Linked DNA regions of Drosophila melanogaster: region 2 is linked to region 1. The links are chromatin contacts, called in public Hi-C maps. All regions are on one chromosome and are shown on one strand. The core of a region is the stretch at or near the end of the contact, and the rest is flanking DNA. Distances in the headings are between cores, read along the strand shown. Region 1 holds the start of Vta1 (Vesicle trafficking 1). Region 2 holds the start of pav (pavarotti).

Region 1 (7,806 bases), core at 3,525-6,024:
GGAGCGCAGGATGCGGTTTGTCAACGACTGCCGCAAGGGCTATGCGGAGATATCGATGGTAGCTTCAGGAACTAATCTGCAGCTCTACTTCAACGCCAACCACAATCCGTACGCCCAGGAGCAGGATTGCGATTTCGAGCGGGAGCGGGGCAAAGTTCATTTGCGTTCTAGTTTCATCATGAACGGGGTGTGCGTCCGCTTCCGGGGCTGGGTGGATCTGGACCGACTGGATGGCGCTGCCTGCCTGGAGTTCGATGAACAACGAGCCCAGCAGGAGGATGCTCAGCTGCAGGAGCAGATTCAAAGCTACAACCAGCGCATGGCTGAGTCCAGGAGAATCTACCACACGCCCCAGACTCCACCCGAGGATCACCATCACAGAGGTGGGCCTGGTCTGCCTAGAGGACCAATGGGATGGTAGTGCTATATATTACCCTCATAGCTTTAAGTAACATCTAAGTAAATCAACAATAAATATCTGAAACCCATTGATCGTGCTCTTATAATACTGAGATTATGTTTAATACACTAATGGTAATATCTGCTCTCAATTACTAAAACTCTCATTTCACAAGGAGTTTCCGAGTTTTGTGTGTCATTCATTTGGCGAAAGCCACTCATGTTCACCTAATGATTGTTTATCTGGGCCTCCTTAAGGGTTGCTAGCCGGGGTCTTTGGCCTCATTTGCGCCACTTTCGGAACAACCACCACCCGAGCCGACTGCCCGAGGATGGTGAAGTGGGTCCAGCTGCCGTTCCGCCATTCCGCCGTGCTCTCCACTCTCCGGGGTGGGCCTGTCGCGGCTGTGGCTGCGGCTGTCCTCTCTTGACTCTCGATGCGGCCAGAGCACCGGTCCCGTGAGCACGTATTGATTTTCCGCCATTCCGTTTGGGATGCTGCCGAAATAAACTTTGCAACTGCTCTGAATGTGAATCTGAATCCGAATCCGAGTCAGTCTCTTTCCGAACTGAAAGCGGAAAGGCGTCGAGTGAAAATGGAATAGGTGAAGGGAACGCCGCCGCGGACTAAAAATTCATAAACTTATACATACCGCAGCGATTTGAAAACTTGAAAACATTCGGATTGTGTGCCTCAATTTGCTGGTGGTCGCGTATTTTTCCGCATCGTCCGAATCGGCACGAAAAGCTAAGAGATTCGTCTAAAATTAGCGACCGGTGTGTTTTGGTAGGGTGTTGTATTGGCTAGGGGCTCCCAGTGAACTCCGCCCCTCCGAGTATTTACCCATAACCGGGCCAAGATGCCTCCTGCATCCAATACGATCGTGCTGAAGAGCCTCTCCGTGCTGCTGGGCCTCTTCTTCATCTTCGTGGGCACCCTCAAGCTGACGCCGCACATTAGCAAGGATCTCTACAAGGACCTGGTGAGTGGAAAATCGATAGCGCCAGAGTTTTAGGCCTTTTGTCCTGGGGTACAGCCCATCGATTTTTCCCACGCCCCTTCGAATCTGGCCTTTTGAAAACTATGTGCTCGCCCATGGGAACGTTCTTATGTAAATGGGCGGAGACAGATTTCAAGAGGCGTCCCATTATAGAACGCCATTCGGAAATATGACTGACTAATGGGCATTGAACTCGACCCCATCAATGCCAATCGCTGACATTCGGACATCGCGACGCGCTATGATCTTCAAAAATATATTTCAGGAAAAATATATGCTTCAATATCGAAATAGTCTCCCAACGAAATTCCGAAAATTTGGATTTCAAATGATTGAGGAAGCACTTTTGAGCTTTAGCTTTGCAATTATCCAAATAGATTGTGATTCATACAAATTGGACAAACATTAATTTTTCAATTTTTTTTGATGAAACTTGTGAACAAGTAATCTTAAGACTAAGATCTGAAAGAGAGAGAAACCTCGAAAATTTGGCAAACTAATTATTAATCACCTTGTTTGTAAATTGTTTTGAAAACCTCCAAACAAATTCGAAACTAATGATATATAGAACAGCTGTTGCTCTGAATTTTTTGTTTACCTCTTGTAAAAATAACGCCCAGAGATTTTCGTTTTCATTACCATAAAAATAATTCGCATACCAAAGTAAACATTTGCGAACACAAGAACCACAATGACGTGTTCTTTTCACTCAATTCAGAGTATACAAATTGGTTTTATATACATAAACAATAGGGTGGCCTGAGGGATTATTCAAAAAACTTTATAGTTTTAGAGATAAAAGTAAATAAATAACCAACTAGATCATCCAAAAGACACTTCAGTTCAATACTTTCGAAAAAAATCAGTATTCAGATGGCGTTTTCGAATTGGCATTGCATTCGTTACGCGCCATTTCACTTTCAATTTTGAAGATTTCTCAATCTCGTTTTTCCCGAAGGCATGGCATTTGTATTTCGGTGTAATTACCCCCGTATTACCACAAACACTCGGGGCCAACGATGCCAACAGAAACAGATGAGTGTGACAACAGGGGAAGCTTGCTTCCATTTAAAAATAAACCCGCTGCACTGCCTCTTCCGCTGGGCCGCCAGGCGGAGCACATTCCTCTGCGGGTGTTTCTGGGCATGATTAATTATATCCTCGTATTCGATTTCCTCTCGATTTCAGCGCACAGAGTACGTGAAGTATGCCAAAGTGTTCCCACTAACGGCGCTCTTCGGAGTGAAGATACCCTCGAAATGGTACCGCCGCACCGTTGGCATCCTGGAGATCGTCTGCGGCCTGGCCATGGCGCTGATTCCCTATCGTAAGTGTATGGACTTATTAATACGGCGCATCAGTCGGAGTAATCACTACTTACCCACAGATAAGGTCAAAAACACGGCCAACGTTACGCTGCTGGTGTTGATGCTCCTGGGCATCTACCAGCACTGGATGGTCAGTGATCCGTTCGAGCGCTCCGGTCCGGCGCTGGTCTTCACCTTCATGCTGGGCGGACGCCTGGTGGTCTGGTACCAGACCGCCCGCCTCCAGGACGAGGCCACGACGGCAGCGCAGCCTGCTGCGAACGGCGTAAAGCAGGACTAGGTGCCTGCTACCGGTGCATCACGTACTCATAGTCATTCACTGATCCAGCTTTGTTTTAGCACCTTAAGTTGGGCTCGAGATGGCGCGCCCTGTCTGCGGGTCTCAAATTCATTCACATCATTCTAGCAAATCGAAATTCATGTTTTCACTTTGGTGCCAAATTATTATCGTATACAGAACTACTATATTGTATGCAATGGCGAGAGATATTAACTAAACTGTAGACGCGACCAGATCAAACCAGAATGTAATCAAATCCTCTTCGTAACGGGCACTTAGTCGGAACCATTTAAATTACGACTTTAGAAACAATTTTAATAAATTTGAACAACTCATACATATTTAAAATTAATAATCCAACGTCAGTCAATCTGAATTTCGTTTTACTTTCGTCCTCAAACGAGCGATTAGCAGGAGATTATGCGGCATTATACTGGTGCTCTAAGCTATAACTGTGCCAAGGAAGCGATTCCTAAATACGTGTGAATGTGGATGTGTACGCCCTACTCGGACCCGGTGCTCAGCAGCTTCAGGGCCTTCTGCAGGTTCTCGATGGCTGTCTTGACGTCGTCGTAGTTGAGGGCACTGCCGGCGTACTTGCAATACTTCTGGGCGGTAATCATTTGGTCGGGAGTGATTTGCACCCCGGCCACGGGCACAATGGGCTGGTAAATGGTGGCCGCCGTGGCCGGATTAGGCTGAGCTGTGGGCACGTAGGGCACAAAGCCGCCCGGCTTCTCCTCGTCCACCGGTGGACTGGGCAATTTGTTCGGGTTGTTCAGCACCTCCTCGGCGGTGGGAGGGACCACTCCGGAAGTTGTCGGTGATGATGGAGCTGGTGGCTGTGAGTCAGGCTCCGGCTGGTAGGGCGCTGGAGCAGCTGCTCCCGCGGCGTCCTCCGGCGATGTGTCTGCCGAGGCGTTGGCATTCTCCCCCTCGAGCTCCGCCTCATCGTCGTCGTCTGGCAAGGGGCCGGGAATCGGTGTCTCACCGTTCTTCAGGCAATTGTGGATGTAGGCGGCCTTCCACTTGGCGTACTTCCTGTTGTGCAGCGCCTCTTCGCTCAGTTCACCGAAGGTCTGGAGAATGTCGTAGAGCACACCACTGGAGTAGAAGGCCTTAACGACGTTTCTGCGAAGAAGCACAATCTTATGAATCAGGAAAATCGATTCAGGGTATTTCTACGAAGGGAACGCACTTTCCGAAGTTCTCCTCGCGATCCTGTTTGTCGGCGTACAGGAATAGTTTCAAGGCGTAGTTCTCGATGTGTGCCTGGGCAGCCACCTCGTTGGTGATGGCCTCGTTCTCAGCATACTGTTTCTTCATCTGCTCCAGCCAGTCCATGATGCCTGGCGGTCGTAGGGAAAACCAAAACAAAACAAACCACGGATGAGTCATAGGCTGGTAATATGCGTATCGGATTTTTCACTCACCCAGCAGCAGTTTGGTTTCTTCACCCGTTTGGGTGGAGGCTTTGAGGCCCACCTGGAGAGCACTGGATTCGGAAGATGAGTAAATACGGGCAAAACAAGAAAAACTAATCTGTAGATACTCACTAGAGTCTCGCCCAGTAGGCGATGACCACATCCCGGGTATCATGTTCCTGGGCCAGCTTCAGAAAGTGTTGGATGGACTTCAGCGAGGGAGGACAAGGCGGAAACTCCATCGTGGTGGAAAGAGGGCTTAATCTTTAGTTCTATGCTTAATTACGGATCTGGAAAATTATGCCGACAACAATGGAAATGACGAGCACGCAGAGTGACCAGATATCGCAGTTTCTCGAATGCCATGGAACCACCCCAGTTCCAAACTCTGGAACTAGCGAAATACTAAAGTTTGTACCTTCGGCTAAAGTTGTTGGTTCGGCGCTCAGTTGCGAATCTGCGACCAAAACGTTTGGAGTTTCTCAGGTAAGCACTGGACTCTGGGAACTGGTTTTCGCTGTTATCAGTGCGACCAGTTGCACTTTGCACTTTGACCTGCATCCTTCACACCAGTCACATTCCAGGCACATCTCTGCACCACCGGCAACATGGTTCTCTCCAAGCCCCTGTACTCGCTCTTCGGCACTTATCTGGAGCAGCTCTTCAACCACCCGGTCCGCACCAAATCCATTACGGCGTAAGTACACTATTCGCCTTATCATCCGGTTCGCCTCACCCACCGGCTGCTCCTTACTGCAGATGCGTTCTGGCCACCTCGGCTAATGTCACCTCCCAGCGTTTGGCGGGCGCCAAGACCCTCAACCAGCAGAGCGTATTCGCCTACGGACTCTTTGGACTGATCTTCGGCGGTAGTGTGCCGCACTACTTCTACACGACGGTGGAGCGACTCTTCAGCCAGGATGTGCGCTTCCGAAGATTCTTCCTGTTCCTGTCCGAGCGACTGGTCTATGCTCCGATTTACCAGGCACTGTCCCTGTTCTTCTTGGCCCTGTTCGAGGTGAGAATCCATAATCCGCAATCTCAGTTCCTAGAACTATAATTTGTAATCCCTTACAGGGCAAGTCTCCCAGCACTGCATTGAAGAATGTTGAGAAGCTCTACTGGCCTCTGCTGAAGGCCAACTGGCAGTACCTGTCCGTGTTCGTGTACCTCAACTTCGCCTACGTGCCCCCGATGTTCCGGTCCATCAGCATGGCCATCATCTCCTTCATCTGGGTGGTGTACATCGCCCAGAAGCGTCGCCGCTTCCAGGACAAGCTGGCCGCCAAAGAGGCAGCCAAATAGGCTATACGACCCTTAAACCCTGTGGTAGTCGTCTTGGCCTAATATTCCAATTACTGCTTAGATTACGGCTGAACTGCTTCAAGTTCTTTATCTTCCCGCGTTCCGGCGGATTGCAAAAAGTCCGTGTGTATTTGAACACTTTAGATAAGCTAAAACTAACTGGAGGGGCGCCTTATCAACCGACTGTTGTTATACCTTAAACCCTAAATTTTGTAAACTTTTCTTACCAAAATAAACTAATATACAATGTATAAGATATCTAGATATCCATGGCCAAATTTGGCCAACAGAAATGCTTAACAAGTAGCGACAATCGTCGATCTAACATCCCATTTCCATTGCGCACAATGGATCCCAATTTGAGAAATTCCAAGGCAACCTTTTGAGATGCAACAAATAATGTCTGTTTTTTTTTTATTAAAACGCAGCTTAGAACTAGCAAATAATCGAGCAAAGGCTTACAAACGAGAATTATTGGCTTTTTATCGGCGCTACAATATAATTTCGCTAGTAAATTCATGGGCAGATGACTAACTTAGGGCTACGGAATGCAGTGTAAAACAAGTTAAATGCGCATAACAACTATCTTAAAACTAGGATTCTGACTAGAGGAGGTGACTACGATGATGGTGATGATTGTGGGGGGCACCTGTGCCTCAAGACTCGCCGCACATCCTGCGCAGCGACGCGGTTAACACTCAGAAGGCGGCCATCGACGGACTCCGGCTGTTGCGCAGGGGCGTGAGAAGGGGCGTGGCAGGACTGCTGGCGCGGCTAAAGCAACTGGAGCAGCAACTAGAGGCATCCTCCACCTCGCCCTCGGCGTTCGCCTTGTGGTGATAGGGAATCGGTCGCTTGCGAGCGCTGAAAGCATAATGAATAGATTAGTATGGGATTCGTGTAGCAAGCTTAAAAACCAAAGGGCAAATATGAAAGTAACTCACCAAACTGAAAATCGTAAGGAATAGAAAAGCAGTGGCTAAAAATCAAACAAAAGAAATCCTATAAAACCATATAATCGGTAAAGTGACAAAGTTTATTTGCGGCTTGGCTAAATTACGAAAAATCAGGATGACACACAATTTGATAGCTACAAATATATAAAAGAAGATTGGCGAGTAGTTAAGATAATCAAATTATAAGTAGTTCCTGAGTCAGCTGAAAAAATAAAACCATTTAGAAGAAATCAAGAGTTCGTGCTGTATAAATAAGGTGTAAAATTATTGTAACTCAATCGTGTAATGGATATAAGCAGTCACTAGCGTCTTGTGCTGCGCGGCGATCGACGGCTACGAAATAAAATGTAAAGAACAAATAAAATGTAAAAGAAAACGATTATTCAAAGAAATAATGAGGTCAACCAAGGCGGGGCAGGAATCCTGCCAAGTTACCTCGTTATGCGACGTCTGTCCAGAAAGCTTGGCGAGCCGCGACGCCTTGGGATGGAGGGCGATCGAGAGCCGGACTGTGATGATCCGGAGCCGCTGCCGGAGGAGGAGCTGCCCGAGCTGCTGTTCGTGGAGCAGCTGGTGCGGGAGGAGTGCGACCCAGACCTTGAGCTGTGCGATCCGCTGCGACTGCTGGACGAGCTGTACCGCCTACGAAGAGGGATAAGATTTAGCATTAGTCTACATTTAGAAACTTGCTCAGCCAAGTACTTACGATCTCGACTCGCTGCTGGAGTCATGTCGATGATGGCTGGTGCTGGTGCGCCTCTTGCTGCGACTACGACGCTCGCGACTGCGGCTCCTACGGGCCGCACTCTCCGCCGCCGCCACGGTGGCCGTGGATACCTTGGAGACGATAGCATCCACCAGTGAGCTGTCCGCGAGCGCCGCGACTAGAGGCTGTGGATCGTGAATTTTGAAGGGTTTTATAACGATTTTCGGTTTTTGTTGGTGTTGATGGTGATGATGAAGGTAGCTAATACTATTGGCGGCCACAGCCGCAGCCGCTGCCGCCGCATTGAAGCTAATGGGCCCGCCACCACCCCGGACATGCGACGGATGGCCCAACAGCGGAGCACCTGGCCCACTCATGCCCACACCAGCTCCCGTCAGGGACAGCAG
Region 2 (7,806 bases), core at 2,957-5,456, 2.6 Mb after region 1:
TACCATATTTATTAGCAACATCGATCTATCTGCTCGTATCCGAATGCACGGAATGGGGAGCCGTGGAAAATCCCTGGATCCGAAGGGAAATTGTACTCAACAAGCTTGGTGGAAAGACCCCTAATTTACTATTGTTATTATTTTCATCAGAAATCGAAATTTATATAAATTACATGTTTAATTTTAATTGAAATATCTGGAACCTTTTTCATGATATAATCTTAAAAGAGTTTAATTTAACTTGAATATCTTTATCTATTTCTGAAGTAGCTATAGATTCAAGGTCCCAGAAAAATCCGGGGCATAAAACATTTGCATTATATAACTTTTCGGGTCCGATCATTATATTTTAAGTAAAACCCTTAACGATGAATGACATAGGGATCCTAAAAGACCCTTAGAAAAATCAAACAATACGAAAGTTAAGGGAAGACAAGTTTTTTAAATCTCCTTTTTTAACGAAATACTTTGATTTAAATATGGAATTAAATTGTTATCAACATCTGAAAAATTGCAAAAATCATTTAATTTATATTAGTTGCAATTTTTAAAACTTGATTTAGAGTTTGACGTATATGAGTAGATGACCGCTGCAGTTTATTAATAAGATTTATTGGTGACCTTCATATTCTGATTAGAGTCTGTGCAATCTATTAATTGACCATTTATTTAATGTCCACATATTATAGGAATTGCTTGATAAGACTCGCAAGTAATCAAATCAAATGTGAAAATATTCAATTTTAAATTAAACCAGTTACTTAACCACATGCCTGATTATAAAAATATGCGAGTTTTTCGGCGTTTTTTTTTTTTGTTTATCCTTTAGAAAGCATGCGTATATTTTTACAGTGTAATGGCCAGTTACCAGCAAATGCAACTCAAATTCTTCAAACTCGATAAGGTTGCCCCTGGAGGTATACCATAAATATAAACCGATGCACTAAGAAGGCAAATAAAACGCTTGTTAGCCCCGATAAGCAGGCAAATAAATGATACTTTGTTAGCGCTGAGGAGCCGTATTTAAGGGCATGATCTCATGGGTCGCTTATCGCCGGGTTCCACTGTAGACACAAAGCAAGTGGTCCGAGCACACGCGCCACCTACAGATTGTTTTATTTATTGAGCCCCGATAAGCACACAATTCTTTGCTGTTCTCAGAATTAAGTCCTCGTATTTTAAGGCATGATGTCATGTGTTGTCTGTAGGCAAAATCCACTGTAGATAGTATTTAAGTGCTTCGAGCATTCGCGCACTTTAGAGCTTTGGATTATTTAGCACCAAATGAGCTTTAAACAGCTGAGTACAAAAGCATGCTGAAAAGCTTTTGCCATCTTTCAAGGTTAAGCTATGAATACACCCATCCGAAAACTACAGTGCAACCTGTTGCGTTTTCCCCATTTTTATTACCACATAAAAACTGGTTTTCAGCCACGTACACTCTGATTTTTATGGCCGACGGGCGAAATTAAGAAATACCACATTTTTAGAAGCCTGACACTTTTTCCAAATTAGTACGCTTAAAACAATTCTAACAATTTCTAATGTGTTATTTACTTGTGTTCAAAATCAGTTGTTATGTTCGATTTCACTGACAAATTTTCCCACACTCGTTTTGTTTTCCTTGATAGCCGGTCGAAATGTTGGGAAGCACTACACAGTGCCGCCTAAGCATCTTCGGCATTTTTTAAATTTCTAAAGTTTTTTCTAAATTTGAAATAGACCAAACTTTTTGCCAGTGCAGCCGGTTTGATAACCCCCCATTGAAAGCTCTTTTTTGCCAGTCTTCAATCGGTTGTGGGCACTTGCAGTCCGTTTTGTTTTTCTTTAACGCAGATTGAGGGATCGAAGATCATCCAGCTGTTGCGATGAACCGTCGCCTTCCAGGAACCATCAGCCAGTGCCAGAAGCTTCTCCTAGCCACCCACAACCATGCTCCAACGGCCTTCTCCACCAGATTCCTGTCCACATCTCGAGTGAACCGCGAGCGGCAAGAGTAAGTTTGTTTATATAGCTGCGAAAGTTTATGACATTTTCCGCGAAACAAATGGCATGGCAAATCTATATCTATATCTACCAAAACAAATTGAATTAGTATGTTTAGGCTAGTAACTAATTAATGGCGATAACGAAGAGATAACTTGTTGGCCATGGTTAGATGGCACTGATGGTGGGTGTGGTCATGCGACTGTACTAATCTCCCTTGAGGTGTCTGTCATTGTATATTCCAGCAATTAAGTAAATCCTATTTTTTCCAGATGCCAAGTGCTGGTTGTGGGCGGTGGCACCGGTGGGTGTGCCATGGCCGCCAAGTTGTCCTCACGTTTGGGCAGCGACAAGGTGGTCGTCCTGGAACCGGAAGATGTGAGTAAGCCCAAAGGCAGTAAATAATCCATTATGACATAGCGCGATAATTCCCCATAGAAACATTACTACCAACCCATGTTCACCCTAATAGGAGGTGGTATGAAGAGATTGGATCAGAGCCACCGCCAAATGGCCGATGTGCTGCCCACAAAGGCCAAATGGGTGAAGGAGAAGGCGCTGGAGTTCGATCCGGATAATAATACGGTTAGCACTTCTGGTGGCAAGACCATCAAGTACGACTTCCTGATCATCGCCACCGGACTGCAGCTCAATTATGGAAAGGTACGTAGGGTATCAGTACGTTTAATAGTTGCTAATATCCATATCCACATATCCATAGATACCTGGCCTGGTGGAGGCCCTGGAGACCCCCGACAGTAATGTTTGCTCCATCTACTCGCCCAAGTACGTGGATCATGTGTACGAATGTCTGCGCAGGACCAACAAAGGAAATGCTATATTCACGTTTCCCAATTGTCCCATTAAGTGTGCAGGTGCACCGCAGAAAATCGCCTATATATCTGAGCACTACTTTAGGAAGGTGTGCATCATTTAGATAGAATATCTGGCAAACAACTTCAATTTGAAACCCTTTTCAGATGGGTCGTCGCGACAACGTCAATATCATCTACAATACATCGCTTCCCGTGATTTTTGGTGTTAAGCATTACGCAGAGGCCCTGATGAAACTGATCAAGAGGAGAAATATCACGCTTAATGTTCAAAGAAATCTCGTTGAAGTGAGACATAAAGATAATATAGCCGTGTTCGAGGATCTCGCCAAACCAGGAGTTCACTATGAGGAAACGGTAAGTGCTGGTCAATTAATTGGGTATTCTAGATACTATATAGATCTAGATCTAGATCCTAGAACTATATCTTTCTACTTAAAGCGAGAAATATGAAGAGTAGGTTAACTAAGATCAATTTTAAAGTCGTATAGTATTGCAGAAATAGGAGAATTGAAGGCCATGAAATTAAACTTATATAAGTATTATATCTTTCTCAGTACTCCATGCTTCATGTGACTCCGCCGATGAGCACTCCGGATGTGGTGGCCAACTGCAAGAAACTGGTAACCCCCACTGGCTTTGTGGACGTCGACCAGTTGACGCTGCAGCACAACAAGTACAGCAACGTGTTCGCCATCGGCGATTCGGCGTCCAGTCCCAACTCGAAGACGGCCGCGGCGGCAGGTAAATGGGTTGGGAATCCTGATCAGAATATTCAATTGATTTTTCACCTCCAGCCGCCCAATCACCGGTTGTGTTCAAAAACGTAATGGCGGCGATCGAGGGCAAAGCCCCAACGGATATCTACGATGGATACTCGTCCTGCCCCATCGTCACCGGCTACAGCTCCTGCATCCTGGCTGAGTTTGATTACAACCTCACCCCCGTGGAGACCTTTCCATTGGACCAGTCCAAGGAGAGGTACTCCATGTTCTTTATGAAGAAGGAGCTGATGCCGGTGCTCTACTGGAAGCTGATGATGAACGGCTACTGGAACGGACCGGCACTAATGCGGAAAATTTTCTCAGTGCTAAAGTTTAATAAAAAGCAATAGGGACCTCAAATGATCTTTAATTAATTTTAAAAGAATATTTGGCATCATCATAACCATTCCATACCTTAATATCATACTAATTTATAAACATTGTACTTTTAATTTGGTATGTGAGATCATAAATAAAAGTATTAAATTAGTTTAAAATCTAGTATATCTAAATATTTTAACCTATTCAAATGGCACGCACTGTACATAGCCTCGGTTTCAGTATGTATCAAGTATATATTGGAGCAGGGGATGGTATTTGCAGCATTAACCGCTTTCTAAAGTTCGGTCACTCTAAAACCAAGCGTGGCGTCGCTTGGCGCTGTAAATTTGAAGGTAACGAACTAAAAGAGAGATCGATTCCAGCAACAAAACAAGAAGAAACCCAACTCCCGTATATCAAATTAGTTGCAAAAACGAGCTGACAACATGAAGGCAGTGTAAGTGATATGACAGTTCCCGAAAGAACAACTCCATCAATGAGAATACCCATTTGCAGACCCAGGACGCCGATGCGTGTCGTCCCGAAAACTCCGCGGGTGCATCAAACGGTGGAGAAACAGCGACGAGACACCTCCGACAAGGCCAGGGATCCAGTGAATGTGTTCTGTCGAGTGCGGCCACTACAATCCGACGCAGATCTCACCTCCCTAAGGGTCAAGAACTCCACGACGATCGCACTGAATCCGCAGGATCAGCTGCTGCAGCATCACAAGCCACACAACGGCGCCCAGCGCGAGGTTCAGTACATATTCAAGCACGTTTTCCAGCCGGATGCCACGCAGCAGGATGTGTACGCAGCTGTGGCCCAGCCGTTGGTGGAGAACCTACTGAAAGGCCGAAACAGTCTGCTTTTCACCTACGGCGTGACTGGAAGTGGAAAAACGTACACCATGACCGGCAACCTGCGACACCGCGGCATCATGCCGCGCTGCCTGGACGTGCTCTTTCGCACCATTTCAGATTACCAGGCCAAGAAGTTCGTCTTCAAGCCGGACAAGCTTAATGGCTTCGAGATCCTGTCCGAAGAGGATGCGCTTTTGGAGCGCCAACACGAGATGAACCAGCGTTTTGCTGGCTCAGGACGATTTGCCTTCAGGCACAAGGACTCGGATCCGGAAATTGCATCCCAGGCCTCCGTGGAGCCAATTCCGCTGCTGGGTTTGGATGAGGACAACATGTACTCGGTGTTTGTCACCTATATTGAAATTTACAATAACAGCGTCTACGACCTCCTTGAGGACTCGGGTATACAGAAGTAAGTATTTATTAAGCATTACATTTAAAGAAATCTAACTGTATTCTTGACCCGACAGGACTTTGCAGAGCAAAATCATTCGTGAAGATGCCAATCGACACATGTTCGTCCACGGCGTCACAGAGGTGGAGGTCAAGACCGTGGAGGACGCCCTCGAGGTCTTTCAAATGGGCCAGAAGCGCAAACGAATGGGACACACTGTTCTCAATGCAGAATCCAGTAGGAGTCACTCGGTGTTCAATATACGCTTGGTGCAGGCGCCCACTGATAGCCAGGGTGAGAATGTGGTTCAGGACCGGCAAAACATCACAGTGAGTCAACTGTCCCTGGTGGATCTGGCGGGCAGTGAGCGATCCTCAAGGACCAAGAACACCGGTGTGCGACTCCGTGAGGCGGGCAACATCAATAATTCGCTGATGACGCTGCGCACTTGCCTGGAATATCTGCGCGAGAACCAACTCGCGGCTAGCAATGGATTGGCACCCAAGAAGGTCCCCTATCGAGACTCCAAGATCACACACATGTTTAAAAACTACTTCGATGGCGAAGGCCAGGTGTCCATGATTGTGTGCATCAACCCAAGAATTGAGGACTATGATGAGAATATGGTAAACTATTTTTCTGACAACAATGTACTCTGGTCCCTAAAATTTATTTATCCCGTTTAGCAAGTGATGAAGTTCGCCGAGATGACCCAGGAGGTGCAAATTGCTCGGGCGACTCCTATGAAGCAAGATTTGGGTCTGACTCCCGGCCGTCGCAAGGCCAACAAGCTGTTCAAGATTGCCGTTAATAATCTAAACGAGCTGGGCATTCCTGAGGCCAAGGATTTGGAGGTGGACGTGGGTTTGGTGTACAGTTTGGGACCCGATTTTCCCGCCTACGAAATGGACAGTCCCGAGGCACAGATCAAAATCCGCGAGCTAATGCATTATCTGGAGCAGCGCATAGAAAAGCGAAAGAAGCTGCGTGCCAACTTGGACATTAAATGTAAGACGTCACTTTCTTAATCTTAACATTGAAATACTAATTCCACAACTTTCAGGTGACAGCTTCCGGCAGATGCTGATGAACCTTGACCGCGACAATCTTCAGCTGCGCACGGAGCTCGCCTCCTTAAAGGCTGTTTACAAGCAGGAGCGCGATCGCAGTGCGGCACTCGAGAAGAAGGTTCGCATCCACGAGAGCTCCATTGACGTGCTTAACAATACGCTAAGCAAGCAAGAACGGCAGATTGAAGAGCTGACTTTCAAGCTGAACGAGAAGGAGAATATGCTCACCCAAAAGGAGCACGAGAAGGAAAAGCAAAAGAAGAAGTTCAGCTCCAAGCTGGCCGTTGAGTCGGACAAAAATAAGCGAGAGTTTGAACTAAAGCTGCGTGAACAGCGAGTGAAATTGCAGGAACGCATGCGCATCAAGGACGAGAAGTTGCGATTGGTCTCCAACATTCTGCAGTCCGAAGATCTGCCCAGTTTGCCGCGGTCACAGAGCTCGGAAAACATACTTAATGAGAAAGATCGCGGTGCATATACGGCGCGCACGGAGGAGTCCTCGGTGCCAGCTACACGAACAGATATATATGCAACGCCACGTCATGTAAGTGTATGATTAATCCTAGAATATTGCAATATCTATTGATAATTTTATATCCCAACAGGGTGCAGCAGCGGCCAACAATCGGCATAGACGCTCTCGATCCGCAGGCGACAAGTGGCTGGAGCATCGGGCAGCTAATCCCGTTCCGCTTGGCACTATTATGCAGCCGTATCTGAAGAATCGCAAATCCGTAACGAAACTAACCGACTTGAAGGAGTTGACTGCTCACGGAACTACGAAGTACTGTCTCGTCTCGCAGGATGCGGATACGGATGGCGATGTGGAGACGAAGCTGTATAAGGGCAATGTAATTCCCACTTGTGGCGGTGGTGCCCAAGTTGTGTTCAACGATGTGGAGTGCCTCAAGCAGAAGTCACCGGTTCACTCGCCCACGCGAAAGCGACCCAGCAATGGCAACATTTCGGCTCTGGGCGGCGGTGCAGTGCCCAGCACGGTCACCTCAGCCCAGGACGTAGCCTCCCGCTGCAATCTCGGCATTGAGGGACACAGCAGCAAGAAGTCGAAAATCTAAAAATGACTCAGCGTGGAATTCTCAAAGTCAATTACCCATTTAGTTCATAGTTACTTAGTTTCCATAACTTAAATTTAAGTTTATTACTCACCCACTTCGGTTTTTGGAGTTGAATCGCATTGAAGTGATTTGTTTGATTAAAGAAAAGTTAATCTGTATAAATAATCCCGTAAATGAATTCGCAACCCCTCGCAAATGGAAATGTTTCCTGCTCCAAATAGTCGGTACCCGGAGGGTATCTGCCAAGAGCAGTTGTTAGAAACTATCCAAGCATCGTCCAATCATAGAACTACTCTAGTGTTATTATAAAGTATTAAATATTTTATTGTTTTTCGGAGTGAACCCAACTCCAGTCCAGTCACAAAATGAACAAATAAAGTGAATTACGCGCATATACTGAAAGTGATCAATTTGGTTTTTATCAATTTTAGATTTTCTGGCTGCAAAGCTCCCAGAGTTCCGTGAAGCAATAACATGTGGCACATAGATGGTTTTAACT

Evidence for each region. Hi-C and Micro-C count contacts between places; a contact is called where the count stands out from the background.
Region 2: a Hi-C map of the Kc167 cell line shows a contact between it and region 1, with 2.2 times the contacts expected there. A contact is called at or near these places in 10 of 107 Hi-C or Micro-C datasets (the D17-c3 cell line, the Kc167 cell line, the PNm cell line and 5 more) and 1 of 7 datasets of targeted methods (the Kc167 cell line).

What each region holds. Positions count from the first base shown.
Region 1 is chr3L:1,648,126-1,655,931 of dm6, forward strand. Vta1 (Vesicle trafficking 1) reads right to left here and starts at 4,775. Exons shown (of 4, transcript NM_139383.2): 1 at 4,565-4,775; 2 at 4,442-4,503; 3 at 4,207-4,357; 4 at 3,307-4,139. The coding sequence starts at 4,674. The coding sequence ends at 3,512. It overlaps CG7970, which reads left to right and starts at 4,625. Exons shown (of 4, transcript NM_001316449.1): 1 at 4,625-4,918; 2 at 5,017-5,129; 3 at 5,192-5,450; 4 at 5,510-6,113. The coding sequence starts at 4,751. The coding sequence ends at 5,737. Bro (Brother) reads left to right here. Exons shown (of 1, transcript NM_057718.3): 1 at 1-487. The coding sequence ends at 421. It overlaps CG13920, which reads left to right and starts at 819. Exons shown (of 3, transcript NM_001299973.1): 1 at 819-1,382; 2 at 2,589-2,727; 3 at 2,788-3,376. The coding sequence starts at 1,260. The coding sequence ends at 3,008. It also overlaps Srrm234 and asRNA:CR45815.
Region 2 is chr3L:4,238,528-4,246,333 of dm6, forward strand. It overlaps pav (pavarotti), which reads left to right and starts at 4,207. Exons shown (of 6, transcript NM_057677.4): 1 at 4,207-4,361; 2 at 4,421-5,179; 3 at 5,238-5,787; 4 at 5,848-6,169; 5 at 6,225-6,775; 6 at 6,837-7,706. The coding sequence starts at 4,351. The coding sequence ends at 7,307. Sqor (Sulfide quinone oxidoreductase) reads left to right here and starts at 1,646. Exons shown (of 8, transcript NM_168071.1): 1 at 1,646-1,747; 2 at 1,812-1,996; 3 at 2,259-2,364; 4 at 2,425-2,649; 5 at 2,708-2,908; 6 at 2,967-3,176; 7 at 3,377-3,563; 8 at 3,617-4,076. The coding sequence starts at 1,869. The coding sequence ends at 3,933. It also overlaps asRNA:CR45738.